Regions from separate parts of the Hordeum vulgare genome. Here region 2 is linked to region 1. Evidence: chromatin contacts called from public Hi-C data. All regions are on one chromosome and are shown on one strand. The core of a region is the stretch at or near the end of the contact, and the rest is flanking DNA. Distances in the headings are between cores, read along the strand shown. Region 1 holds the start of LOC123427342 (probable ascorbate-specific transmembrane electron transporter 2). Region 2 has its middle 49 kb from the start of LOC123430577.

Region 1 (3,217 bases), core at 183-2,682:
CCCCTTCCCCGCTCAGGCGCCGCCATCCCCCCGCGCAGGTCGCCGTCGCCCCCTCCCCCAGCGCAGGCGTCGCCGTCGTGTGCTTCCCCTCTGCGCAGGTCGCCGTCGCCCCCTCCCCCGTTCAGGCGCCGCCGTCGCGTTCTTCTCCTCTGTGCATGCCGCCGTCGCCCCCTCCCCCGTGTTGGCGCTGTCGCACGCCCTCGTACGTTCGTTAGCGTTCCCTTTGCACATGCCGCCGTCGCCCCCTCCCCCGTAGGCACCGCCGCACGCCCTCGTACCCTTCGCTGGCGCTGCTGCAAAACCACCATCGCCGGTGCTCGGGCCGAGCCACAGGGGAGATGACATGACTGTGTGTATGCATCTATTAAAAAAAGCTACAAGCGGTGTGCAAAAAGCTTCAAACGGCATAAAAAAAGCTTCAACCGTTGATAACCGAAGTTACAACCACGTCCATGAGAGTTGCAACCAAACTTCGCCGGAGTTTTGTAGCCGGAGTTGCAACCATGATGAAAAAAATGTTGCAACCATTATACAAATTTGCTACATCAGTCATTCTTTTTTGCTGCAACCGTATTTTTTTTTTGCTACAACCGTTGGCATGAGCGAGTTGCAACCATAATGGAAAATGCTGCTATCATTGTACAAATTTGCTACATCGATCATTTTTTATTGTTGCAACCGTATTGTTTTTTGCTATAACCATTGACATGGGCGAGTTGCAACCATGATGGGAAATGCTGCAACTATTATACAATTTTGCTACATTTGTCGTTCTATTTTGATGCAACCGTATTGTTTTTTACAAGGGTTGCAACCATGAGCGCACGCTGCTACATCCATGGAGGTTAAAAACGCACAGAAGGCGACATAGGTGAAGGCGGCGACCGGTGCGAGGACGGCGGCCGACGGTGAAGGGCGACCAGCGGTGAGGAGGTGAGGCGAGGCGGTCGGCGCGTGCGAGGCGGGCCTCTAGATTAAAGATAGGAGGGATGGGGATGACGGGATCTGACGGCTCAAGGAGGCCAAATCTGACGGCTAAAGCTCGACCGGCCCAACAGTTGGGCCGGCGCCGGCAGAGAGTGTTTCCCCCAATCCCGTTACTGGCGATCACGGGGAGAATCAACCATGGCATCCAGCGCCCAACTTCCATTTCAGCAACTCGAATGGAAAAGGAAAATGCCCACTTGGCTTAATCATCAGGCTTGTAGCCTTCGTGGCCAGACAGTATGATCGCGCTCTTACTTACACTATTATACAGTTAATTAACGGAAAGTATTTGCTGTTGGACAGCCGCAAAAAGAAAACCTCGAGTACGCTGCCATGCCAACCACCTTCCGTTTTGTTTGTTCGTTTGTTTACTTGGGAGTTTCCACGGAAGGATGCAGAAATTCAGATCGTGCGGGTAAAACCTTCCCGTCAAATCTCGTGTCTACCTCTCGGCCAGATCCACGCATGGATGAAGACGCCTTCACGGGCTTGTCAGCATCTTATTGCTTAGGAGTCAGGACCAACGGAAGCCATCCACACATCACAACAAGCACGAAGCGAAAGAGGCGAAAGCAAAAGCCAAGACTCGGCTTTCCTCTCGCTGCTTCTAGCACGCAGGCAGGCAGAGAGTGAGCTGCGCCTGCCCCTACCGGGGACCAGAGGAAGAAGAAGAAGGAAGAGGACGCTGGTGTGCGGGGCGAGATGGCGGTCGCGTTGGGCGTGAAGGCGACGCCGTTCACCTACGCGGCGCACGCGCTGGCCGCGGCGGCGGCGGCCATGGTGCTCGTCTGGTGCATCCACTTCCGCGGCGGCCTCGCCTTCGAGGCGGCCAACAAGAACCTCATCTTCAACGTAAGCCGTCGCTCTGGTTTTCCTTCTTTTCCCCTGTTGCAAACCGGCCCCATCGGATAGGCATATGCTTACGATCACTTCGGTTGCAAGTCACATCACCGTGGCGGCTCTAGAAGCAAAGAGAATTATGGGATCGTCGTGTCTGTTCGATGCCTGCCTTGAGGTCGTGGTAGGGAAAAATTAGTCCTGCTCCCGTATCAGATGAACAGCCTCGCCTCTGCTCTAGCTTCGAGCTGTTGGTTTTCTGTCTTGTGTTGTGTCTGATTGATTCAACGTGCTGCAAGGCTAGTATCCAGGGAAGAACCAATGTTCGAAATGGGAAAAATGCTGCAATTGAAAAACTCAAGTGCTCTTGAATCTCGATTTGCTGCAGCTAGCTCATGTCCCTTGTCAATTAATGTTCTGGCACCTGCAGATCAGAAATTAATTGGACCCCATAAAATAGCGCTGAGACTTCAAAGCATAAATAAGATTGGACAGAGCACATGGAAAACCATCCTGTTTTCAATGGTAGGGTACTTGAATATTGCCATATTGGCCTGCTGTTCCAACCTAGAGTCGTGAGGATTTTTTTTGTTTACAATATCCTCGATCGGATTCATATTTCGCGTAGTAGTGCAAGTTTTGCTGGAGCGTCTGACTTTTCGCACACGAGCCCAATTAAATTCTCTGCCCCCTTGCCTGCCAGTCCCGATCGGATCACTGAAAAACCCAGTGGTTGATGCTGTTTTTATTATGCCTTTGTGGCCGTAGTAGTGTGCCCAAATTTAGCTTAATTGCGTTGTTATTTCAAGACCATCAAATGTTCATATTTTCTTGTGCTGTAAAATGCAGGTCCACCCTGTTCTTATGCTGATCGGTTTCATTATCCTCGGCAGTGAAGGTAAGGTTAAAGAACCGTACAAGAATCCCCTGATCTTTTTTCTGTCGGTGGTACTGTACAAGTGTATTTCAAGACCATCAAATGTTCATTTTTTCTGTCGGAGTAGAACACAGATAGGTTAATTACTCTCAAACAATCCACTCTGGCAGCCATAATGGTCTACAAGGTATTTCCGGGACTGAACCACGATACTGCCAAGCTGACCCACCTGATCCTCCACGCGATCGCCATCGTCCTCGGCGCCGTCGGGATCTACTGCGCCTTCAAGTTCCACAACGACAGCGGCATCGCAAACCTCTACAGCTTGCACTCCTGGCTCGGGATCGGGGCCATTTCTCTCTACGGAATCCAGGTAATCTCAAATTCTGAAACCGCCAGTTGCCATGGCCTGTGTGCATGCAGGACTTGCAGAGTATTCTTCCGGCGGCTCGGCTAACGTAAGGTGTGCTCAATCTGCAGTGGATATTCGGGTTCGTGACCTTCTTCTTCCCCGGC
Region 2 (3,217 bases), core at 355-2,854, 76 kb before region 1:
ACGTGATTCTCCTAATGACGTGATCCAGTTATCAAGCAACAACACCTTGTTCATAATCAAAAGACACTGACTATCTTTGATCAACTGGCTAGCCAACTAGAGGCTTGCTAGGGACGGTGTTTTGTCTATGTATCCACACATGTAAATGAGTCTTCATTCAATACAATTATAGCATGGACAATAAACGATTATCTTGATACAGGAATTATAATAATAATTATATTTATTATTGCCTCTAAGGCATAATTCCAACAAACACCACCTTCAGTTTGTCATCTGATCCCACATTCTCTATCCCATGAGTGAAATAAGATAACAGTCCATTGATCAATTCACGTAGCCTCTTTGTTTTGCTTTGCTTGTCCCGCTCAATTTCTCATCATGGTGGAATTAACAATGGACGGGTTGATTTCTTAACAAAATAAGATAGGACTGACTACATTAGTTAGTTAGCTTATTATTTTAATAAATCAAAATGATTATAAAAGATTAAAAGCGTGTGGTATTTTTTTTCTCCCGTGGCAACGCATGGGCCCTTTTGCTAGTCTTTAATAAAAGGGAAAAGCAAAACTGAAACCAAAACATCCTGTGCCAGGACTAGGGAACGCCTATCTCTCGTGTTACGCGAGAGGAGTCACTGAGTCGCTGAAGGGAACCGCTAGTCGGGCCAGCCCACGCGTGCGGGGAACTCCAACCAGTTCTCCGTTTGCTTTTATTTTCACTTTTTTTGTTTTTTTTACTTTTGTCTCTAATCTGAAAATTTTACAAATATATATATTACAAAAGAACTCTTAAGAAATATTTAAAATATATTTATTCCACAATGAATTTAGAATGTTGCCAATTATTTGAAAAATGTTAAACAAATATTCTAAAAATACGAAAGAAATATTTGAAAAAATGTTGGTCATGCATATAAAAGTATGGAACAAGTATTTGGCAAATGTCCTACTAGTATTTAAAAATGTTGGGAAATATTAAAAAATGTTGAACAAGTATTTAAAATTAATATTGAATAAGTATTTGAAAACAATGTTGGTCATGTGTATCAAAATGTTAAATAAGTATTTAAAGAATGTTGAACAAGTTTTAGACAATTGTTGAACAAGTATTTTGAAAGAAATATTGATCATGTGTATTAAAATGTTCAACAAGTATTCAAAAATGTTTAAAAAGTATTTCAAAAAATGTATAAGAACAAAATAAAATAGAAAAATGGAAATAAAAACAAAAATAACAGAGAATCCAATTTTTTTTATAAAAGTAAAACAAAGAAAAAATAAAAGTAAAACAAAGAAAACAAAATGCAAAAAGGAATGAAAAACGGAGTAGAAAATAAAAGATATATTAGAAAACCAAGACAAAAACCTAGGTCTAATGGTCTCAAGTTGGGCTCTCCCCTTCCACCTAACAAGGTTGCGAGTTGGACGGGTGCCTAATAGCGAGTGTGAACTGCATGTAGATCACTGGTTCTACCTTTGTACGCTTCTCTTTTTTACTTCAAATAGACTCGCGCACGAATTGGGCTGGCCCAGTTACGTTGGAACCTTCAGTGAGGCATCCTGCAGCAATCGCTTAATCCGATAAATAGTGGCGGCATTTTCTATTTGGCGCCAGTTAAGGTACATTTTTGTTAACTGGTGCCTATGACGTTCGAACTGGGCCGGCCGATATAGATGTTTGTCTTTTGTTTTAGAAATCTTTGAACTTTTTTGAATATCGATGAACTTTTTTAAAATTTTAACGAATACTTTTTAAAATTGATGAACTTGTTTGAATATCAATATTTTTTTTGAAATTGATGAAATATATTTGTAAATGGATGAACTTTTTAAAGGTTTATGAACTTTTTTCAGTTCAACGAACTTTTAGAAAAAAGATACAGGAACTATTTTTTTAATTTTTATGAACTTTTGTATATTTATTGAAATTTATAAATATTTAGTGATTTTTCCTAAAATGGATGAACTTTTTTTCATTTATAGTGAACTTATTTTTAAATTGATGATTTGTTTTAAGATATGAACTTTTTTTCCAAATGGATGAACCTTTTTTCTTTAAATCTGTACACATTTTTTGATTTTATAGTTTTTCCGTAACAAAAAGGTCTACAAATAGAAAAAAATCTGGACAGCACTCTAGCTGGCCGTCCATTCTAGCAGAACTGCAGGCGCCGGATCGTTCACTTGCGACGGCAGTGCTGCATAGGACTATGTGCTGCTTGTACCGATTCATATTAGGAATCGCCAACAATGGATGGTTACCAGACTTCTAATTTGTGGTTGTTCAGTTTACCATGTTGTTGTTTATTTTCATTTTCATTTTTTTCTTAAGTCTTTTTTTTTGTTTTTGTTGGTTTTATTTTGTCCTAGTTTGCTTTTCATTTTGTTTTGTCAACATATATCTATGTTTGGCTTACACCTTATTCATTTTTAGTATACATCAGTATGATTTTCTATAAACGTTAAAGAATCAAATATATAGTTTTATACCTCACTTTTGTATACCTCTTGTATTTTTTTATTCATCTAAAATATTTTATTATATATACTTTACATTTTTACGTACATGATAAACTTTTTTAATACTTTTTCATTTTTGTGAATACATGTTAAAACATGTTTTGTATGATACGAGACATTATTTTTTTAACTGTGAATTTTTTGATACATTGGATAAACATTTTCTTAAATGACACAAACAATATTTTTGAACCAGATGAACATTGTTCAGAATGTAACGTCTATGGTTTTGAATGGTACGAAATATATTTTAAAATTATAAAAATATTTATTTACTTTTTATATTACTTGTTTTAATGTGGCATATGTTTTTTAAACATGTGAACATTTTATAAAAAAAGTTGAATGGTGAAAAAGTTTTTTGAATGTTGAGCGGACATGTTTACACTATATTTACATTTTTTAGTGTGGGATGATCAATTAAAAATAATAATAATAATTTAGAATATATGTATTTAATATTCTACACCGCACTCGCATGATACAGCCAACAATAAGCTTGTGACGAACACCATAATTGGTTCGGCCACCCCTATCATGGTCATCCAAAACGTCTCTCTCGTGGTCTCGGTCAAGCTGTTAGCTTGTGTGTCTAGTCTAAATTACTATCGTGCGATGTTCTATTGTAATAGACTTGCGTTATTAATGCTCGACTGAAACACCTAACCATATGCTAGTTACAAGCCCAATTAAAG

What was found. A called contact is a pair of places that touch in the nucleus more often than the background predicts.
Region 2: a contact with region 1 is called in a Hi-C map of leaf, with 3 times the contacts expected there. The contact joins the enhancer-like site here to the promoter of LOC123427342 in region 1. A contact is called at or near these places in 4 of 6 Hi-C or Micro-C datasets (leaf, seedling and an unstated tissue).

Annotation. Positions count from the first base shown.
Region 1 is chr2H:568,738,295-568,741,511 of MorexV3_pseudomolecules_assembly, reverse strand. LOC123427342 (probable ascorbate-specific transmembrane electron transporter 2) reads left to right here and starts at 1,432. Exons shown (of 4, transcript XM_045111359.1): 1 at 1,432-1,839; 2 at 2,674-2,722; 3 at 2,872-3,074; 4 at 3,182-3,217. The coding sequence starts at 1,690.
Region 2 is chr2H:568,814,953-568,818,169 of MorexV3_pseudomolecules_assembly, reverse strand. No RefSeq gene overlaps it. Among protein-coding and RNA genes, the nearest start is that of LOC123430577, 49 kb to the left of the region's middle. Within about 2 kb of position 1,604, at least 2 of the 3 cell types and tissues checked have open chromatin away from gene starts, as enhancers often do. A contact at or near this core is called in leaf, where this site is marked.